Linked DNA regions of Macaca mulatta: region 2 is linked to region 1. Evidence: chromatin contacts called from public Hi-C data. All regions are on one chromosome and are shown on one strand. Each heading gives the region's core, a stretch centred on a gene start, on an enhancer-like site or on the middle of the called end of the contact. The rest is flanking DNA. Distances are from core to core; before and after follow the strand shown. Region 1 holds the start of ZNF334 (zinc finger protein 334). Region 2 holds the start of NCOA3 (nuclear receptor coactivator 3).

The links. Hi-C and Micro-C count contacts between places; a contact is called where the count stands out from the background.
Region 2: a Hi-C map of liver shows a contact between it and region 1, with 11 times the contacts expected there. The contact joins the promoter of NCOA3 here to the promoter of ZNF334 in region 1. A contact is called at or near these places in 2 of 14 Hi-C or Micro-C datasets (cortical neurons and liver).

The regions. Positions count from the first base shown.
Region 1 is chr10:99,328,687-99,335,823 of T2T-MMU8v2.0, reverse strand. It overlaps ZNF334 (zinc finger protein 334), which reads left to right and starts at 5,372. Exons shown (of 11, transcript XR_013400014.1): 1 at 5,372-5,481; 2 at 6,906-6,964.
Region 2 is chr10:100,313,927-100,320,504 of T2T-MMU8v2.0, reverse strand. NCOA3 (nuclear receptor coactivator 3) reads right to left here and starts at 1,714. Exons shown (of 23, transcript XM_015148801.3): 1 at 1,586-1,714.

The DNA.
Region 1 (7,137 bases), core at 4,123-6,622:
AATGTCTTAACCTCTAGACCCCCAGGAGACAATTCTGGGAGCATTCCACATGCTTCTCAGAGTTCATGGGGGTTGGGGATCCCTGCCATAGAGGATCAAATCCAGCATCTATTAACAAAATATAACATTGCACTACAATAAGAGATTAAAACCCATGAGCAATTAAATCTGCCACCGGAATAAAAAACTAGTAATACTATGCTAGCTTTTGAATTTCTCAGTTGCTCAATAGAGCAGGAAGCTTTTTCTGAAATGGCTCCCAATGATCCCCCTCTCTTGGTATTTATGACCTTGTGCCATCCCCTCCTCTTGAGTGTGGGCTGCACCTAATGACTTCTAACCAGTAAAATATGGCAAAAGTGCTGGCATATCACTTCTGAGGTTGGGTTTTATGAGACCATGACTCACTCTGTCTTTCACTCTCTCTCTCTCTCTCTCTCTCTCTCTCTCTCTGTCTCTCTCTCTCATTTGTTCTAATGAAACAAGCTGCCATGTTGTGAGCTGCCCTATGGAGAGACTCAGGTGGCAAGGAGCTGAATCCTGCCAACAACTATGAAAGTATGCATGGAAGCTGATATTTCTGAATTGGCCTTGAAATGAGTGTAGCCACACCTGACATCTTGATTGCGGAGAGAGATGCCAAAGCAGAGAACCCATCTAAACAGTGCCCAGATTCCTTACCACGAGAAAATGTGAGATCATAAATAATGTTGTTTTAAGCCACCAATTTTGGGGGCAATTTGTTATGCAACAATATATAACTAATAAAAGAACATTGTAAATAAATCTGAAACTATAGATCAAAAGCAGAACAGATATCACTTGTTATCTTCCTTCCAGAAATGACTATGCCTCATGGTAGATTCACAGCTTTTTGATAATTTTACAATGTTAGGATCATGAAGGTACATGTTTAGAATTCTGCTTTTAATAAACATATAGTGATTTTTGGCAACACTGTTTTAGAGCCTCAATTGCTTTTTATATGGCGATGAAAGTAAGATAGAAAAACATTCCCTCTTACAACAGCAGCATAACATTTGAAAATATTTAAACTCGAATAGAAATATATCTCATTTTCTTGAAAAATTGAAAATTTTGTTTCTTTAATAACATTTCTGTCAAAATAGCGGCAAATTTTGGTGCTTTCCTTGCTTTTTTTTGTTTCCCTTCACAGAGTATTTAAAATACATCCAGAAAATCTTAGAAAAAGCAGATTAATGTTAATATGTATGAAATTTCTTTAATTTGTAAAATAGTTAAATGCTGGTTCCTTGCAGGAACATGTATAGACAAGAGGTATGTAAGAATTTAGATGACATTGCAAAGCAGTGGGCAAAAAATGATGTTTTCAATAAATCACATTAAGACAAGTAGTTATATTTGAAAAAACATGAAAATGATATTTGTAATTCAAATATTACATCAAATAAATTAAAAATGGCTACTTATGTGGGTGGCAAGCCACCCAGGTGCCGAGGCAAGAGATCAAGGGCACGAGCTGTTCCAGTATAATAAAATGTATCAAATAAGAATAGTTATACTAGATATAGATAATAGATATGATTATATATGAATATAATTAATCATTAGTTTGTAGCAATTACTCTTTATTCCAATATTATAATAATCCTTGCTCTACAATTATTACCTAGGAAAAACCAGGCCATACAGAGCTAGGAGCTGAGGGGACATAGTGAGAAGTGACCAGTAGACAAGAGTGCGAGCCTTCTGTTATGCCCAGGCAGGGCCACCAGAGGGCTCCTTGGTCTACCGGTAACGCCAGCGTCTGGGAAAATGCCGTTTCCAAGCAGACCCTGGTCTAGCGGCAGCGTCAGGGTCAAGGAAAAACACCCGCTACTTAGCAGACCAGGAAAGGGAGTTTCCCTCTGCCTGGGGGGAGTTTAGAGAAGACTCCACTCCTCCACTTCTTGCGGAAGACCTGACATCAGTCAGGCCCACCCGCATTTATTCGGAGGCCTAACCGTCTCCCTGTGATGCTGTGCTTCAGTGGTCACACTCCTAGTCTGCCTTCATGTTCCATCCTGTACACCTGGCTCTGCCTTTTAGATAGCAGTAGCAAATTAGTGAAAGTACTAAAAGTCTCTGATGTGCAGAAATAATGGCGTAAGCTGTCTCTCTCTCTCTCCTCTCTTTCTCTCTGCCTCAGCTGCCAGGCAGGGAAGGGGCCCCTGTCCAGTGGACACGTGACCCACATGATCTTACCTATCATTGGAGATGGCTCACACTCCTTACCCTGCTCATTTGTCTTGTATCCAATAAATATCAGTGCAGCCTGGCATTCAGGGCCACTACCAGTCTCCACGTCTTGGTGGTAGTGGTCCCCCGGGCCCAGCTGTCTTTTCTTTTATCTCTGTCTTGCGTCTTTATTTCTACAATCTCTCGTCTCCGCGCACGGGGTGAAAAACCCATCAACCCTGTGGGGCTGGACCCTACATACTTATATTCTACCTTCACCTTCACATTGCTGGTGGACATTTGGTTGCTTCCCTCTACCTTTTAAAAAATTATTATGATTGGCTTGGGCATAGTGGCTCACGCCTGTAATCCCAGCACTTTAAGATGCTGAGGTGGGTGGGTCACTTGAGGTCAGGAGTTCCCAATATGGTGAAATCCCATCTCTACTAAAAATACAAAAATTAGCCGGGCATGGTGGTAAACACCTGTAACCCCAGCTTTTCGGGAGGCTGAGACAGGAGAATCATGTGAACCCAGGAGGTGGAGGTTACAGTGAGCCGAGATGGCACCATTGCACTCCAGCCTGGGCATCGCAGTGAGACTCCGTCTACGGAAAAAAAAAAAAAAAAAAAGATTATGATTAAAACCATTATAAGGAACTTTCTTGATATGCATATTTTTGTACTGATTTAATTATTTCATTAAGATGTTCCTAGAAGCTGAGTTGCTGGAATAAAAGGCGTGAAATCTTCAATTTGGGTACAGAATGTCTACCAGAAATGTCATAGGAATTATACTCCCACCCAACCTGTCTGGGAACAAGTATTTTTTCCAAATTCATGCCAATACTTTATTATTCCATTTAATCTTTGCCAAATTAGTCTGCCAAAAAAGTATGTAATCAAAAACTTTTTGCACTTCTTTGCTCTAGAGTATTATTGGCCATTACCTCATATACATAGTTACGGCTCTTTTACAATTCTTCTGTATTAATTGCCTTGTTCGTGTTCTTTTTTCGTGTTTTAAAAAAATTTGAATCCTCATCTTTACAGATTTTTAAAAGAGATGTTAATAAATTGAGTCTATTTCAATCCTTCTCATATGTGGTGAAACCACTTTATTTTCTCCATTTATTTCTTTTTAAATCTATTTTTTTCTGAAGCAAGACTTTTTCAATTTTTCATAGCCACATTGATCAATAATTTTCTCTACAGTGTCATTTTTACATGGCAATGAAAATAAGATAGAAAAATGTTCCGAATTACAAAAGTAGCAAAACATTTGAGACTATCTAAACTTGAATGAATAGAAATATATTCCATTTTCTTGATTACTAGGAAACTTTGCTTTGATAAAATTTCAGTAAAAGAGCTTTCCTAGCAAGTAATGCAAACAATCACTTACTCCGAGAGTTTGCGTTTAACATTTCAAATTATATGTCAATGTGAAATATATTGATTATAATGTGTGAGATGAGAATTTAATCTTAGTTTTTTACTCCAAATGGTTAGTGAGTTGTCCCACATCACTTTTTCAATAATCTATTTAACAATAAGCCTTTCTCACTGATTTGAAATGGCAGTTTTTCATATCATATTCTTCGAAATCATCTTTTGTTGATGTTTAGCTAGTTATTGCTGCATAACTAACCACCCAAAATTTCGAAGCTTAAAACAACAAAATTTATTATTTCTTGTAGTCTGTATGTTTACTGGGATCAGCTACATGATTTCATCTGGAGCTGAAGTCATCTAGGAACTTCACTGGCCTGGAATGTTCACTCATATGTCTTATGTCTCTAGGCAAGGATGACTGGAAGGCTGGGATAGCTGCATTGTTAGGAAAGATGGGCGTCTCCTTTTCCATGTGGTCTCAGGGCCTCTCACTTCCTACTTTTCTTGGTTTCTCCATTTGGTCTAACAGGTTAGCTGCATGTCTTAGTGTCTAAGGACTCTTCAAAGAGCAAAGCTGAAGCTTCCAGGACTATGTATGGCTTATTTTCTGGAAGTGGCACAGTGTCACTTCTGACGCATTCTTTTGGTTAAAGAGAATCACAGAGTCAGCCAAAATCAGTGTGGGAGGGAAATATACAAGCCTGGAATACTGGGAAGTTTAGTTCATTGGGGGGCCATCTTTGAAGACTAGCTACCACCAGTCGCTAACTGTTCTTTTCTGAAATTGAATACATCATAACTTTGTCAGAAATTTTCATGCCTTCCAATGAGTAAAGTTTTATAAAATTCTATTTATTCAATGTGTATACAATTCATATACAGTCATGCATAACATAAGAATGTTCCAGTCAATGATGTACTGCATATACAACTGTGGTCTCACAAGTTTATAATACTGTACGTTTACTGTACCTTTCCTATGTTTAGGTATGTTTACACACACAAATACCATTGTGTTACCATTGCATACGGTATTCAGGACAGTAACATGCCACACAGGTCTGCAGCCTAGGAGAAAAAGGCTATACCATACAGCCTAGGTGTGTAGTAGACTATATCGTCTAGATTTGTGTAAGAACCCTCCATGATGTTCACACAAAGATGAGATTGCCTAAAGACACATTGCTCAGAGCGTATCCCCATCGTTAAACCATGCATGATTGTATGTATTTTCCTTGTGGATGTAAAACTATTTTCTATATTACAATGAATATGAGATGATTCGTGATATTAAAGTATATTAACTATATTGCTAATTTTAAAAATATTAGACCCATATAATATTATTATTAGACCCATATGAGTTCCTCTTTGTAAAACTGTCAGAAGAATGTGCACCTAATGTTAAACTCAGGTATCTCTGGGAATTGGGGTTACAGCTAATAGATCGTTTTCTTCAGAGATATTCTGATTTATCTTCAACTTTCACGTATTGAAAGCCAGCAACGATTTTGTATACTGTTGGCGAGAAATTTTCTGCAGGTCGTTAGTATTATTCCCTTAACATTCCGCTGGAGTATCTTTCGCAGTCATTTTCATTTCGCATAATTTTCCTTTCTCATCTACAGCCTTCGGTGAAACGGATATGAAACTTTACTTTTCGTATTGGTGATTCACAGCAGTCACCCAAGTTCTGTAGTTAAAGCATAAGCTCTTCAAAGATCCTTCAGGGTAGGGCGGCGGCCGCGACGCCTTCTGGGGACTGTGGTCCGGAAAGCCGGCGCGGGCCTCGGGAGAGCCCCGGGAAAGGCGGCCCGGGGGCCTTTCTGCGCATGTGCTGTTCCTGTTTTTCACCCGGACGCGCTTCCGGTTCGACAGACTCTTCCGGGTGAGGGTCTTTCAGCCCGTGAATACCTGGTCCCGCCGTGACTTGGACCTGGTGCGAACTGCAGGCGAAGCGGGTGCACCCACAACCTATAGGAAGGGCTGGCGGCGAGCTCCGAGCACTCGGGCGTCGGAGGGAACGGTGGGGCCGGGCGGAGCTGTCCTCGGGTCAGCGGAGGGTGGACGCGCGCTCTCCCTGTCTTTGGAGGGAGGGTTTCCTGTTGTCGGGAGGCGAGGCGAGGCAGCTAGGACAGGATTGGGCTCCTGACCTGCAGGCCACGGGGCGGGCTCTCTCTAGGGCCCTGATTTGCCTGAAGAAGTGAAAGGTTTGCGCATCCAAGTAGCCAGAGTGAAAGTGAAAGGTTTGCGCGTCCAAGTAGCCAGAGCCTCTTTCCAGAACTTCTGCTGATGCACTTAGTCCTGCAACCATTGATTACTATAGCTCAGCAAAGTTCATATCACGTTTCGGAAGAAGGATGTGAGCTGGAATGGGCAGGGTCCAGATTTGACAGGAAAAGACACTTCACTGGAGGTATCTGCGAGAGTCCTGGGTTGGAAGGAAGGCGTACTAGTTATAAATAAGGAAATGATCTCTTCATCACTTCCTAAACACATACATGTCATTCCCTACCATCTCCATCCTCTGTTTATTCTGAGCTGCACCAACCATGTTCATCACCTCACGTGGGATTTACTGAGTTTACCCCTTACAGAGCTACACAATGGGGTAAAGGAAAGACTAAAAACCAATTTATCTTATTTTAAAATTACGACTTCGTAAAGATTTTATTCAGTAATGCAGTTTGCTAGCGACAGAGCCAATAACTGAATTCTGGTCCTTTGAGTAACCGTCAGGGCTTTGTCATCTACCACATTTAAGTTACCTACCACAAGAAGTTTCTTAGTAAAAGGTCCTCTTGTGAAACTGCAGCTAAGGAAGACCAAACTGTCAAAAAGACAAACACCTTAAACACTTTCATTCATTCTCTCTGGATTCTCTCATCTCAAGTGGCTAAACACATTAGTAGGAAAGTAGGTAGGTGACAAAATATCATTTTCCTATTCCAAGAAATCTTTTAATCCTAGAATCCACTTTAATACCAAAATAGTGTTCCAGGCTTTGTGTATACTAACTTTGGTTGACCTAGTCTTCTATTAATTGGACTCAGAGGTTTTCAGTTTTTTTCAAAGGAGGCATAAATTCTCAGTAATTCAGTAGAAAACATTTGTTGACAGTAAGAAAAGCTCTATGTGACTATTCTAGAACTATAAATGGACAAGTGAACGTTTCCTCAAGCTGTTGCTTCCTGAATCAGACTGGTCAAAGGACCGTGTTTTTAAATGGGTGTGTGGCTGTCTTTGTAGGTAGCTGTAGAGCTGCTGTGTGAGCCAGATTGCTCATTCCATTCCCCATTCTTCCTTACCCAGCTCTGCTTTCAACACTCTTGGCCCTTTCTCAAGAGAACCTGAAAATGAACAAATTTCAGGTAAGTTGCTCAGGGATTTACTTCTCACATTATACAGTGAACTTCAAGAGGTTTAGAGTAGTTTGCAGATGAAACTGAAATGTATAAAATTCAGCATCAGAGTATTCGATCGGTACTAGAAAAGTGGACATAGATATACAGAAATCATATATTCCTATAGACTTACTCAAATG
Region 2 (6,578 bases), core at 465-2,964, 990 kb before region 1:
CTGTTTCTTCTGTTCATTTTATTTCCCTGCTTTTGGTATCCAACAGAAGTGGTTTCAAATGAAAATCTTAAAATAATTATTCCAAAGACCAAGGATATTCTAAAAGCCAGTAACAGTCTTCGCCTCTGAGAAGGGGAGGTTTGGCGTGAAACAGATTTCACTTTTCAGTGTGTTTGTACCTTTCCAATTGGATATCATGCGGTAGAACCGTATTCTTAATGAGCATACATTTAAAATATTTCCAAGAACAAACAATTCACAAACTTACAGGTTTCCATTAACATTTTCGTTTGTGCAGCATTCGCTGAAGACCTAAGCTTTTTATTCCTCCAATCACCTTCTCAACAACCTGCTGCAACAAATACTGAAGCTTTTTTGCAGCCAGGGATCAGTCAGGCAGATCCGAGGCCAGGCATTTAAATCAAAGAGATGCAGCAATCTTACTCAATACTACTACCACTCTCACACGTCTCATTCAACTCCATTTATAACCACTGCAGCAAGACAGCTGGTACTCTCCTTCCTGTTTCTTTACCGTACAGGCTTAATAACAAAAACAGGTTGGTTTTGAAGCCCTGCTCAAATACTGCAAAAAGGAAGTCTTCGCATTCGGGAGGGGGGAAAAAAAAAGTTTCGACTTCGAGAGAATCTCATAGCTTCCCTGTCATTCCATTTGGGAATCCCAAACTCCTGCTAGTGAGGTAGATGCTCGCTCTCTCACGGCTGCTCTCTCGGTTAACTTTCCCACCCTAGATGCCCTCAAACTGCCTAGGAAGCCACTAAGTCTCCCAACGACCCATGGCTAGTTTTGTTAAGGCAGGTACAAGACAAGCAGTTTATTTAAACCATGACGAACTGAGTCGATGTTCATAAAATAAGAGACGGGGAGCAAAAAAAAGTAGTAATAAAGACAGACAAACCCCAAATTTAATCAACCAACTTCCCACTTGCCATTTCCCAGCCTTCACACCAGAGGTAGTAAAACGCCTTTTTACCGAGAAAACTAAGAACCTACCCGAGCCCAACAAGAAAATTCCGCGGACAATTCGTGTTAAAATATTTTTTAAATGCCCAAGTGCAGGAGGAAACACAGCAACCAAATCTCACCCGGCTGGGAGGCTGGGGTTGGGGGGGGGGGTCCCCGCGGCTTCTCCCTCCCGTGCTTCCCAATAGCTGCTAAGGAGCCGGGGCAGTAGGAGGAGGACGCGGGGAGCTTTCAAAAGGGCTGGGGGAGGCAAGAGGAAGAAAAAACTTTACGGACAGAAGGGGAAAGTGGGCCCCTGCAGTCCCCCCGCAAACTCCTCGGGTGACCCCTCCGCGCGGGGACCCCCTCGGATCCTCAAGCCGGCTGCCACCCAGCCTCGTCTCCCATCGACCGCCGCGGGCCGCCCCCCGAGCTGAGGGGAAGCGGCGCGGCCCCGACACCCTGAAACTACCTCAGTGCGTCCCCCGGCCGGCGCGCCCCTCAGTGTCTCGGCAGATCTGAAGCCGCCGGCTCTGGCATCCTGGGGAACTCGCCCCTCTTCCCTCCGCCTCGCACTCCACGCCCTCGCCTGCCGCCGCCTCCTCCTTTATCTCCACTCACCTCCCGCCGCCATTTTCCTCGCAGCTCAGCTTTAAATCGGAAACTCGCCGCTCAGCCCGCAGCCGCCGCCGCCGCCACCGACTCAGCCGCCGCCGCTGCCGTCGCTGTGGAGGGGCTGAGGCGGCAGCTGAAGTCGCCGCGCGGGGGCCACTGGGATATGTAGTCCCGAGGCCACGCCCAGCACTACCGGTCCCAGGGGGCCTTGCGCGGCCGGCCCAGGGTTCCAGCGTCCCCACCCTGGCTTCCGCGGCGGAGGGCGTGGCCACGTCGGATCGTTTGGCAGCTTTCGTCCAGCAGAAACTGGGAGCTGCCTCGGGATCCGGAGAACCGGAATGCAGCCCTAGCCCTGCCCTTAATTTTTTTCATATTTGCCTTCGTCCAGTAATACCTAACATTTGTGGAGCGTTTCTGGTATGCCAAGCACGGATCCTCAAAACAAGCATCCCTTAGGGACCATGATCATCCTCATTTTTCAGATGAGCGAACTGAGGCACAAGGTCGGAAGCCACGAGGCTGTTCCTTAGCTGCTGAAGTCGCTGGATGAAATGTTGTTGGGCAGCAGTATATTCACGGTATATTTAGTCCCGAAGTATCATCCCACAGCGTATTTATGACTTACAATAAAGAACAGCGTATTTATGCTTTAAAATGGAGAGATCTGGCAGGCACCCCCTTACCCAAGTGATGGAACTTAGCACCACCAGTAAATGGGTCAGGACTGTTGTTATGTGTCTCCTAATATGATGCAGTGAGGAAAGCATATTGCTACCTCTGTCGTATTCTTGCCACATACACACACACACAAAGCTAACCTTAATCTAACCATGAAAAAATAAACGAATTCAGAATATGGGACATTCTACAAAACATCAAGCCTGGAGTCTTAAAAATATGACAGCATGAAAGAGGTGAAAACCAAACGCAATAGGTGAGACTTGATTGGATTCAGGATGATTTTTTTATGTAAAAAGAATCTGGGGGGCAATTTCAATGTAGACCGTGTGTTAGATAATATTGAATCAGTATTAGATATGTTGAGTGTGAATAAAATAAAATAATCTGACCACTTACCCCCTCCACGGTCAGCACCACCATTTCCCACCTGGACCGCTGCAGCAGCCTCCTCAGTGTTCTCCCTGCTTCCCTCTTTCCCCTTAGAGACTATACTCAACACAGCAGCCAGAGGGATCCTGATAAGAATCAAGTCAGTTTATGTCCCTCCTGCAAAATTCTTGCAGTAACCTGCAAAGCCCCGTACAGCCTGTCTCTTGCCCTCCCCTTCTCTCTCTAAACTCATCACCTTCTTCTCTTCCACTCACTTCTGTAATTTAGCTACAGTGGACTTCTTGGGCCTCTCCAATGTGCTTAGAACACTCTGGCCTTAAAGATCGTGGACTTGCTATTTCCTCTGCCTAGAACACTATTTTCCCAGAAAATTCAAATAACGCATTCCCTAATCTCCCCACGGTCATTGTCCAAATGTCACTTCTTCAGTGAGGCTTTCCCTAATTGCTCTATTTAACTTCCCGCCCACTCTGATCCCAGCTTTCCCTACTCCTATTCCTTTCTTCCTTTTCAGAGCATGAATTACCATTAAAATCACGATATATTTCTGTTTACTTATGTTATTTAAAATATCTCATTTCCGCCAGGAGCAGTGACTCATGCCTGTAATCCCAGCACTTGGGGAGGCCAAGGCAGGCAGATCACCTGAGGTCGGGAGTTCGAGACCAGCCTGACCAACATGGAGAAACCCGGTCACTACCAAAAATACAAAATTAGCTGAGCATGGTAGCGCATGCCTGTAATCCCAGCTACTCGGGAGGCTGAGGCAAGAGAATCGCTTGAACACGGGAGGCAGAGGTTGCGACGAGCCGAGATGGCACCATTGCACTCAAGCCTGGGCAACAAGAGCGAAACTGTCTCAAAAAAAATAAAAAATAAAAATAAAATAAGTAAAAATTTAAAAATTTAAAAATAAAATATCTCATTTCCGGGCCTGGCACGGCGGCTCACACCTGTAATCCCAGCACTTTGGGAGGCCGAGGCGGGCGGATCACCTGAGGTCAGGAGTTCCAGACCAGCCTGGTCAACATAGCGGAAACCCCGTCTCTACTGAAAATACAAAAAATGAGCCGGGTATGGTGGCAGGCGCCTGTAATCACAGCTACTCGGGAGGCTGAGGCAGGAGAATCACTTGAACCCAGGAGGCAGAGGTTGCAGTGAGCCAAGATCATGCCACTGCACTCCAGCCTGGGCCACAAGAGTGGAACTCTGTCTCAAAAAAAAAAAAAAATCTCCTTTCCACCAGGGCACAGTGGCTCAGGCCTGTAATCCCAACACTTTGGAAGGCTGAGAGATTGCTTGAGCCCAGGAGTTCAAGACGGGCCTTGGCAATATGCAGAGACCCAGTCTCTACAAAAAATTTTAAAATTAGCTTGGTGTGGTGGCGCCTGCTTGTATTCCCAACTACTCAGGAGGCTGAGGTGGGAGGATTGCCTGAGTAGGGGAGGTCAAGGCTGCAGTGAGCCATGCTTGCACCACTGCACTCCAGCCTGAGTGACAGAGTGAGACTCCATCTCATATATATATATATGTGTGTTAAATAAAAATAACAAAATACTGTGTTAGATGCTGAGAACCCAAAGATGAAATGCTCACACCTGTATGGCCTTTTGCCTCAGCAACTGCACCTGTCTCCTAGCTACTCTCCTTGCTTCTCTCCCATTGGTCCTCTATAAGGCACTCCCTATACAGTAGCCAGAGGGATCCTTGAAAAATCATGTATTACATCATGTTACTTCCAACCTAGGCCAGGTGCGGTGGTTCACACCTGTAATTCCAGCACTTTGGGAGGGCGAGGAAGCTGGATCACTTGAGGTCAGGGGTTTGAGGCCAGCCTGACCAACATAGTGAAACCCCGTCTCTACTGAAAATACAAAATTAGCTGGGCATGGTGGTGCACACCTGTAGTCCTAGCTACTTGGGAGGCTGAAGCAGGAGAATCTCTTGAACCTAGGAGGCAGAGGTCGTAGTGAGCTGAGATCGTACCACTGCACTCCAGCCAGGGCAACAAGAGTGAAACTCCATCTCAAAAACAAACAAACAAAAAACAAAAAACTTCCAAACTAGACAGCTTCGAATGGCATCCCATTGCATTTGGGATGAAACTCAGACCCTAGCTGGGTGTGGTGGCCCACACTTCTAATCCTAGCTACTCAGAAAGCTGAGGTGAGAGGATTGCTTGAGCCCAGAAGTTCGAGGCTGCAGTGAGCTATAATTGTGCCAGTGCACTCCAGCCTGGGTGACAGAGTGAGACCTTGACTCCATTAAAAAAAACAAACTACTCTGACCCTAATTGATTTGGTCTCTGCTCCCCTCCCTGATCTCAAGTGATATATCTCTCCCTATTTCTCACCCCCTGTCACACTAACATTCCTGAACACACCAAGCACATTCCTGCCTCAGGACCTTGCACCTGTTGTTCCTTTTATCTAGAATTTTCTTTCCTCCTGGCTTGCTCTCTATTGCCATTCAACTCTCTGCTGCAATGTCTCGTCCTCACATAGAACTTCTAAAGCACTAAACACACACACAGACACAAACACAGTCATATTACCCTGCTTTGTCTTCATAATGATTCATACCATAGACCATCTGAATTTTTTCTTTTTTGAGACGGAGTCTCGCTCTGTGGGCCAGGCTGGAGTGCAGTGGCGCGATCTCGGCTCACTGCAAGCTCCGCCTCCCGGGTTCACGCCATTCTCCTGCCTCAGCCTCCCGAGTAGCTGGGACTACAGGCGCCCGGCACCACGCCCGGCTAGTTTTTTGTATTTTCAGTAGAGACGGGGTTTCACCGTGTTAGCCAGGAGGGTCTCCATCTCCTGGCCTCGTGATCCGCCCACCTTGGCCTCCCAAAGTGCTGGGATTACAGGCACGAGCCATGGCGCCCGGCCACCATCTGAATTTTTTTAGAATTTTTTTTTTCTTTTTTTTTTTTTGAGATGGAGTTTTGTTCTTGTGGTCCAGGCTGGAGTGCAGCGGTACAATCATGGCTCACTGCAACCTCCGCCTCCCGGGTTCAAGCAATTCTCCTGCCTCACCTCCCAAGTAGCTGGGATTACAAGGCATGCGCCACCACGCCTGGCTAATTTTTGTATTTTTAGTAGAGACAGGATTTTACCACTTTGGCCAGGCTGGTCTTAAACTCCTGACCTCAGGTGATCCGCCCGCCTTGGTCCCTCCAAGTGCTGGGATTACAGGTGTGAGCCACCACGCCTGGCCATACTTGAACATCTTATCTGAAACCAGCAGTAGATCTGGAGAAGATCAATCATTTTATCCTGTCCTCTCATTACCCTATTCCAAGATTCAAATTCCGAAAAGTAATCTATTCAATTGATCTAGCTTGGGTCATATGTTTTATATGAAAGGAACTCCAGACAGGTAACAATGGTAACTAGCCTGCTTGCAAATTACTCTCAAATGATTTAGGGAGAAGAAATGCACACACACAGGAGAGAGAGTACAGGTGAGCAAATGTGGCAAAATATGATCAATTAGTACATTTAGGTTTAGGGTACATAGGTTTGTTTTTTGGGGTTTTTTTTGTTTTTGTTTTGTTTTGTTTTTTTGAGGTGGAGTCTCACACTGTCGCCCAGGCTGGGGTGCAGTGGTGCGATCTCTGCTCACTGCAACATCTGCCTCCCAGGTTTAAGTGATTCTCCTGCCTCAGCCTCCCGAGTAGCTGGGATTACAGGTGCCTGCCACCAGGCCCGGCTAATTTTTTGTATTTTTAGTAGAGACGGGGTTTCACTATGTTGGCCAGGCTGGTCTTGAACTCCTGACCTTGTGATCCACCCGCCTCGGCCTCCCAAAGTGCTGGGATTACAGACATGAGCCACCTTGCCCAGCCTTTGTTTTTATTTTTTTGAGATGGAATCTCGCTCTGTCACCCCGGCTGGAGTGTAATGGCACAATCTCGGCTCACTGC